Regions from separate parts of the Oryctolagus cuniculus genome. Here region 1 is linked to region 2. A link is a contact called in public Micro-C data. All regions are on one chromosome and are shown on one strand. Each heading gives the region's core, a stretch centred on a gene start, on an enhancer-like site or on the middle of the called end of the contact. The rest is flanking DNA. Distances are from core to core; before and after follow the strand shown. Region 1 holds the start of FKBP9 (FKBP prolyl isomerase 9). Region 2 has its middle 43 kb from the start of KBTBD2.

Evidence for each region. Hi-C and Micro-C count contacts between places; a contact is called where the count stands out from the background.
Region 1: a Micro-C map of ear pinna shows a contact between it and region 2, with 2.3 times the contacts expected there. The contact joins the promoter of FKBP9 here to the enhancer-like site in region 2. A contact is called at or near these places in 2 of 6 Hi-C or Micro-C datasets (ear pinna and an unstated tissue).

What each region holds. Positions count from the first base shown.
Region 1 is chr16:23,696,824-23,701,274 of mOryCun1.1, forward strand. It overlaps FKBP9 (FKBP prolyl isomerase 9), which reads left to right and starts at 3,084. Exons shown (of 10, transcript XM_002713745.5): 1 at 3,084-4,451.
Region 2 is chr16:23,623,218-23,627,490 of mOryCun1.1, forward strand. No RefSeq gene overlaps it. Among named protein-coding and RNA genes, the nearest start is that of KBTBD2, 43 kb to the right of the region's middle. Within about 2 kb of position 1,439, at least 2 of the 8 cell types and tissues checked have an H3K27ac peak or open chromatin away from gene starts, as enhancers often do. A contact at or near this core is called in ear pinna, where this site is marked.

The sequences.
Region 1 (4,451 bases), core at 1,834-4,333, 75 kb after region 2:
CTGTGGCGCCGGCACACCGGGTTCTAGTCCCGGTCAGGGTGCCGGATTCTGTCCCGGTTGCTCCTCTTCCAGTCCAGCTCTCTGCTATGGCCCAGGAGGGCAGTGGAGGATGGCCCAGGTCCTTGGGCCCTGTGCCCGCATGGGAGACCAGGAGGAAGCGCCTGGCTCCTGGCTTCGGATCGGCGCAGAACGCCGGCCGCAACGTGCTGGCCGTAGCAGCCACTTGGGGGGTGAATCAACGGAAAAAGGAAGACCTTTCTCTCTCTCTGTCTAACTCTGTCTGTCAAAAAAAAAAAAAAAAAAAAAAAAAAAAAAAAAAAATCAACTTGAAGGAGGAAAGAGGGACTTTTTTTTTTTTTTTTGAATATTTTTATTTATTTATTTGAAAGTCAAAGTTACACAGAGAGAGAAGGAGAGGCAGAGAGAGAGAGAGGTCTTCCATCCATTGGTCTACTCCCCAATTGGCCACAATGGCTGGAGCTGCACCGATCCAAAGCTAAGAGCCAGGAGCCTCCTCCTGGTCTCCCACGCGGGTGCAGGGGCCCAAGGACTTGGGCCATCAAATGCTGCTTTCCCAGGCCATAGCAGAGAGCTGGATCAGAAGTGGAATAGCCGGGTCTTGAACCATCACCCACATGGGATGCCGGCACTGCAGGTGGCAGCTTTACCACTACATCGCAGCGCTGGCCCTGGAATTTTCTATTTCTGCAAAAGTTGCCATTGGGATTTAAAAAAGTTATTTATTTCAGAAAGAAAGAGAGAGAACATTCCCATCTACTGGTTCATTCCCCAAATACCCACAACAGCTGGGTTGATGAAACTGGAAGGCAGGAACTCAATCCAAATCTCTCACATGGGTGGCAGGAAGCCAACTACCTTGGGCTATCACCACCCCTTCTCAGGGATCACATTAGCAGAAAGCTGGAGCCAGGGGCTGGGCACTGAAGCCAGGCATCTTGATATGGGATCTTAACTAGCAAACCAGACACCTGCTCCACATCACCGGGATTTTAACAGGAAGTGTACTGACTCTGTAGATCACTTTGGGTAATACTGACGTCTTGATAATGTTAAGTCTTTTTTTTTTTTTTTTTTTTTTGACAGACAGAGTGGATAGTGAGAGAGAGAGACAGAGAGAAAGGTCTTCCTTTTTGCCATTGGTTCACCCTCCAATGGCCACCACGGCTGGCGCGCTGCAGCCGGCGCAGCATGCTGATCCGAATGCAGGAGCCAGGTACTTCTCCTGGTCTCCCGTGCGGGTGCAGGGCCCAAGGGCTTGGGCCATCCTCCACTGCCTTCCCGGGCCACAGCAGAGAGCTGGCCTGGAAGAGGGGCAACCAGGACAGAATCTGGCGCCCCGACCGCGACTAGAACCCGGTGTGCCGGCACTGCAAGGCAGAGGATGAGCCTATTGAGCCGTGGCGCCGGCTAATGTTAAGTCTTGTAATTCATAAACACAGATGTTTTTCCACTTATTTATGTCTTCTTTAGCTTCTTTCCACAATGTTTTATAGTTCTCTTTGTAAAGTCTTTTGCTTCCTTGGCTAAGATTACTGCTAAGCATTGTATTATTTTACATGCTATAGTAAATAGAATTGGTTTTGTAATTTCTTTTTTCATATTGTTTATTGTTAAAGTACAGAAATGCAGCACTTTTTATGAGGATTGTATATGCTACAACTTTGTTAGATTCATTAATCCATCCTGCCAGTTTTGTGTGTGTGTGTGTGGAATCTGTAGTTTTGTATCTACAATGTCACAGTTGCAAAAAGATAACTTCACTTCTACTCTTTCAACTTAGATATTTTTATTTCCTTTTCTTAATTGTTCTGGCTAGAACTTCCAGGATACTTGGAATAGAGGTGGCAAAGGTAAGCATCTTTGTCTTATTTGGAATCATAGAGGAAAAGTTTCTTTCACCACTGAGTATGTTAGGTGTGGATTTTTTATTTTATTGTTTTGAGGTAGTTTCTTTCTATTCCTGACTTGTTGACTGTTTTTATCATGAAAGAATGTTGTTGTTTTTTTTTCAGATACTTTTTCTGCATCTATTGAAATGATCATGTGGATTTTTTTCCTTCATTGTGTTAATGCAGTATATCACAGTTATTGATTGCATTTGTTGAAACACCCTTGCGTTCTAGGTATAAATCTCATTTAGTCATGGTGTATGATCCTGAATATGCTGTTGAATTTGTTTTTGCTAGTATTTGTTAAATATTTTTGCAACAGTGTTGGCAAGAGATTCTCCAGAATTTTATTTTTTAAAAGATTATTTATTTGACAGGCAGAGTGAAGAGAGAGACATCCTCCATCCACTGGTTCCTTCCCCAAATGGCTGCAGTGGCTGGGGCTGGGGCTGGCTCAGGCCAAAGCCAGGAACTCTATCCAGGTCTCTCACATGAGTGGCATGTGTCCAGGTACTTGAGCCATCATCTGCTGCTTCACAGGGTGTGCATTGGCAGGAAGCTGAGTTTAGCCGGGACTAAAACCAGGAGCTCCGATACGGGATGCAGGGGGTCCCAAACAGCAAGTTAACCCTGGCTACACACCTGCCCCAAGGCCATGTTTCAAAACCTAAACAAGGGGCCAGCACTGTGGCACAGCAGATTAAGCCTCTGCCTGCAGTGGTGCCATTGTGTATCAGAGTGCCAATTGGAGTCCAGGCTGCCCCTCTCTGCTCCCTGTTAATGTGCCTGGGAAAGCAGCAGAAGATGGTCCAAGTCCTTGGGCCCCTGCCACCCATGTGGGAGACCAGGATGGCGTTGCAGCCATTTGGGAATGAACCAGCAAACAGAAGATTCTGTCTCTCCTCTCTCTGTCATGCTGCCTTTTAAACAAATTAACAGATCTTTTTTTAAAAAATAGAAAATGAAACCTAAACAAATGGGATATTCATCTTATGCTTATACATTTGTCATATATTTATTAATGTTTTACAGAGTATATCATTTCCCTTTTTAACATTTGTGAATCTATTCCCCCCCCCTTTTTTTTTTAAGATTTACTTTATCTTTTTGGAAGGCAGAGTTAGAGAGAGAGAGAGAGAGAGAGAATCTTCCATCTGCTGATTCACTCCCCAAATGGCCATAATGGTCAGGGCTGGGTCAGGCCAAAGCCAGGAGCCAGAAACTTCATCTGGGTCTCCCATGTGGGTGCAGAGGCCCAAAGACTTGGGCCTTCTTCCACTGCCTTCCCAGGTCCATTAGCAGGGAGCTGGATGGGAAGTGGAGCAGACAGGACTCGAACTGGCACTCATGTGGGAATGCAGCATTGCTGGCAGCACCTTAATCAGTTATGCCACAATGCAGGCCCCATGGTTTTATTTATTTTTTTTTCCATCAGTGGGATTTAGTGACATAGATTTGTTAATATTTTTCTTCCTCATGGAATCATACTTTGAAAGACAGCACCTGAAGATGATAAATTTACCTGCACATTTTCCTCTATAATTTAATAATGTGATTTCTGCATTCAGTTCCGTTTTGGTTTGTGTGCTAAAACAGGAGTCTCTGAGCTGGGTCAGGGCGGAGTTTATTGCTATAATTCAAGCAAGAGACCAGGAGGCCTGGATGGGAGCAGGGGAGAGTGAGGGAATAGACGGCGGCTTAAGGATGTAAAAGTGAGAGGACTTGGTGATGGGTTAGAGATGGCAGGCGAGGGAGCAGGTGTCCGGGTGACTGCCAGGAAGCCTTGTGTAATCCATTGATGGGGAAACGGAAAGAAGACTAGAGATACAGATATTCCCTGGCTCTTAGAATCACTGCTTGTTTTTAAAACTAGAGATAGATGTTGAAAAATTTTAACTCCTTTTCAATCTATAGATGCACGATTTTAAAAGTTTTTTATTCTCTGTCCTATATTTATGTTAATAGGATTTCCATTTTTAGAACAAGCTGTAGGGGCCCTTGACGTGGCACAGCAAGTTAAGTGGTGTCTCCACCCTGCACTCCGGATCGGAGCCCTGGCTCCAGTCCCTGCTGCTCCACTTCCAATCCAGGTCCATGCTCATGTGCTAGGGAGGCACCAGAAGATGGCCCACGTGCTTGGACCCTGACAGAGCTCCAGGCTTCTGGCTTCAGCTTGGCAGGGCCTCCCGCTTTGGGGCCATTTGGGGAGAGAGCTGAGGAATGGAAGGTCTCTCTCCCTCTGTCTCTCTGCCTTTCCAATACATAAAAGACAGCCTTAAGACAATCAGAATAAGCTCTAATAGGAACAGTGACCATTTCTTGAGTGCTATGCATGGTTTCTCATTAGATTCCTGGAACCCAACAAGCAGATCCATAATCATCTACTGGTTTCATCTTCATCTTACACAGAACCTTCATTGGGTAACTTGCAGAAGGCAGTCCGGGTAATGGTGTATTAGTCCTTCAATACGTTTTGGGTTCAATGTGTGCATGTTTCATTTAGTACAAGTAATTTTGCATTTATACTTATAAATTGGTTGG
Region 2 (4,273 bases), core at 189-2,688:
GCGACATGGGACCAAGTGTCGGGAGACAGGAGACTGCAGAAAGCAGCCCGGTGCCCCGGGAACAGCCCTGCTGGTGTCTCTGTCTCCTTCCTGGGTCGTCTGTGTGGGTCTCTCTCACGTCGCTGTGAGAACGTGGACGAGTGAGCTGATGCATTAGGGTGGTTTTCTTCTGCTTTCCAGTGGTTGCCATTGGGGTTGGGGAGAGGATGGGGTCCAAGCCAGGGGCCTCTGGGCCTTTTCAGCAAGGCCTGTGCTGTCCTACGCTGCTGGGCTCTGAGGCCGAGGGCACTGCCAAGAGTTCTCAGAAAAACAGAATGAAAGGCTAAGTCTGTTTTGCTACAAAAACATCCAGGCATCTAGTTGTAGTTTTTCCACAATAGGCATTCTTTATGAACCTTTTGAAGACTACCACTTCTAAGCATGAATGTCAGAATTTTTTTGCTCCATTTTTAACTGGAAAAACCAGAAGATTAGGACTCAGTCCACACCTCCCTCCTGGGCAGCAGGGACTCAGTTACTTGGGCCACCACCTGCTGCCTCCCAGGATGAGCATTGTCAGGAAGCTGGAATCGGGAGAGGAGCCAGACTCAAACCACACACTCCAGCCTGGGATGTAGGTGTCCCAGAGGCATCCTAGCTGCCCTAGCAAACACTCACCTGTCCAGGAACTTTATGAAGCACCCTCGAATTTCTCCATGGCATTCACTACAGCTCTGGGGTAACTTCCTGGTTTTGAAATGAGCCATATGGCACCAGCACTGTGGCGTAGCAGGTGAAGCCACCGCCTGCAGTGCCAGCATCCCCTGTGGGTGCTGGTTCACGTCCTGGCTGCCCCACTTCCGATCCAGCTCTCTGCTGTACCCTGGGAAGGCAGTGGAAGCTGGCCCAAGTCCTTGGGCCCCTGCACCCGTGTGGGAGACCTGGAAGAAGCTCCTGGCTCCTGGCTTCGGATCGGCGCAGCTCCTGCCGTTGCGGCTGACTGGGGAGTGAACCAGCGGATGGAAGACCCCCTCCCCCGCCTCTCTGGGTATAACTCCGACTTTCAAATAAATAAATCCTAAAAAAAAAAAAAAAAAAAAGAGAGAGAGAGAGAGAGCTGTGAGGAGAGGGAGCCTGGCACACGGCAGGCACTGGATGACTATCGTGACATAAACATCGCATTCCTTTGCACTGCCGCGCTGTGGTTACGGCTTTCAAAGCCCCCGGTCGCCCGCCGACACACTGGGATGACTGAACAGCAGAGACAGCTAAGGAGAAAACCCTCCTTTCCAGCACGTCTGTCTCACCAAGCACTTGGTGAGCTGTGAAAGGAAATGGAGAAGCACAGAAAGTAGGCCAAGGGTAAGCAAAACTCGCCGTGCCCCAGAGAATTCAGCCGACCACATCAAGTCTGATCCAGAACAAACAGCTCTCATCTGGAAATGGAGCAGCTCCAGACAGTACTGTCCAGGCAGGAAGAGCCCCGCGGCGGGGATCTGCAGAATTACATAAGCCTCTAGCAAGGAGGCCGGGAGCTCTGGCTCTGGCGCGTGTGGAGGAGCTGGGCAGCAGCGAGAGCGGGCTCACTGGACAGAGAAAGCTCTGTCTCCAAAGGGGAGGCCTTCGTTCCAGAGGCGAATCCGGGCTCCTATGCCCTTTCCCGTGAACTTGACCAAACCCTATCCATTCTCCCTGTGCTTGCCCAGCATCCACAATCTAAAGCAGCGTTTCTCGTCTCGACTCCCTGCAACAGAGGACGGCCATGTGGGTAGCACGGAAGCTTAGCTGTATTCATGTCTTATCAATTAGAGTGTTATCATGGTCCCCTTAATAGCCAATTAAAAAACTAAATCTCGGCCAGCGCCGCGGCTCAATAGGCTAATCCTCCGCCTTGCGGTGCCGGCACACCAGGTTCTAGTCCCGGTCGGGGCACCGGATTCTGTCCCGGTTGCCCCTATTCCAGGACAGCTCTCTGCTGTGGCCAGGGAATGCAGTGGAGGATGACCCAAGTACTTGGGCCCTGCACCCCATGGGAGACCAGGAGAAGCACCTGGCTCCTGCCTTCGGATCAGCGCGGTGCACCTGCTGCAGCGCACCGGCCGCGGCGGCCATTGGAGGGTGAACCAACAGCAAAGGAAGACCTTTCTCTCTGTCTCTCTCACTGTCCACTCTGCCTGTTTAAAAAAAAAAAAAAAAAAAAAAAAAAAAAAAAAACTAAATCTCAGCAGGAAATAAAATGACAATGCAACTTTCTTCAACAAATGCAAAAAAAAAATCAGTTGAAATTGAAAGCAGAATCTTGCAGAGATATGTGTACACCATGTTCATAGCAGCATTTTTCAAAACAGCCAAGAGGTGAGAGCAACTGGTATCCATCAAGAGATGGCAGATGAGTGAATAACGTGTGCTATGGCCAGGGCCAGATGTGGTGGTGCAGTGGTTAAGCTGCGGCCTGCAGGCCGCGTAGCCCATATCCGAGTGCTGGTTCAAGTCTCAGCTACGCTGCTTCCAATCCAGCTTCCTGATAATGCACCTGAAAAGGCACTGGGTGACGGCCTGAGTGTCTGGGCTCCTGCCACTCATGTGGGACACCCTGATGGAGGTCCTGGCTCCTGGTTGCATCCTTGCCCAGCCCTGGCTGTTGCCGCTGCTTGGAGAAAGGACCAGTGGATGAAAGATTCTCTCTCCCTCCCTCCCTCCCTCTTCCTCCCTCTCCTTACCTCTCCCTCCCTCTCTCTCCCTCTCCCCTTCCCCCTCCCTCTCTCTCTCATGCTCTACCTTTCAAATAAATCTTTTCAAAAAATAGGAAAAAAGAGTAGCCATTACCCTTCACTCAGGTTCACTGTCATTTATAGTTTATCCCCCACTTGCCTTGTTCGTTAGTTCTCTGCCTCCTCCTCTCCCCCTCCACACACTTGTACTCTAAATCACTTGGGAATGTGTTATGTACGCCGTGATCCTGTACCTGTACATGCTTGATGGAACGGTTCCTAAGAAGAAGGATCTCTCTTCTACCCCAGGCACAGTCAGCAAGTGCAGCATTGGTTCAGCTGTTTTGTCTACTCCACCGTTTACGTCCCAATTCTGTGGAGTGACCCAGTAATGTCTTCACAGCGTTTCTGTTCCCTCCAGCACAGAACGTGGTTTTAGGTCAGGTACCAGCCCCTGGGGAGCACTCTCACCGTCTTTATCTTTTATGACCTAGATCTTCGGAAGAATGGCTTCCTTCTTCTCTAATGGGCTATCTGATGTTTCCTTGTGATTAGACTCAAGGCAGCACCGAATGGCTCACATTGTGTGTCTCAGGGTTCACGTGCATGTCTGCCCCATGCTGATTCCTGCTCCGGGATGCTGCTTGCTGTCATCACTGTGGAGTTCCTGGGTATTTTTTTCTCCTTTGTTTATGATCCCCAGTCAATGGGGAGAGAGTAAGATCACGAAGGATCCTGCTTATCATCAACCTTTCCCCTAGATTCTTCATCTCTGCTTAGCTGTCTATGGCCACATAATAAATGAGCCTGAATCTTAGTAGTTTAAAACGATACCATTTATGATCTCAGGTTCTGTGGGTCAGGAGCCGAGCAGTGGTGTTCAGGCTCAGGGTCTCTGAGTAGGCTGCGTGTGAGGTGCTGTCTGGAAGCTGCAGTCTGGACTTGACTGAGGCTAGCGAAGCCACTTGCAAGGCCATCCATTCGCGTGCCAGGCAAGTTAACACCGGGCCCGGAAGGCCCTGGTTCCTTGACACATGGAAGGGCTACTTAAGATATGACATCTGGCTCCCTCAAGAGCAGATGATCGGGACTGGCCTGTGGCATACCAGGTTAATCCACCCTCTGCAGCAGTGGCATCCCACGTGGGCGCTGGTTGAAGTCCCAGCTGCTCCACTTCCAATCCAGCTCCCTGCAAATTTGCCTGGGAAAACAGCAGAGGATGGCCCAAGTATTTGGGCCCCTGCATTAACACAGGAGACATGGATGAAGCTCCTGGCTTTGGCATGGTCCAGCCTTGGCTGTTGAGGCTAACTGGGGAGTGAACCAGAAAATGGAAGATCTCTCCTCTCCCCTTCTCTCTCTATAACTCTTTCAAATAAATAATGTCAGTTTTTGAAAATAAATAGATTTGGGGCCAGTGCTGTGGCACAGCGGGCAAAGCCACTGCCTGCAGTGCCTGCATCCCATATGGGTGCCAGTTCGAATCCTGGCTGCTCCACTTCCAATCCAGCTCTCTGCTATAGCCTGGGAAAGCAGTAGAAGATGGCCCAAGTCCTTGGGGCCCTGCATCCCATGTGGGGGAC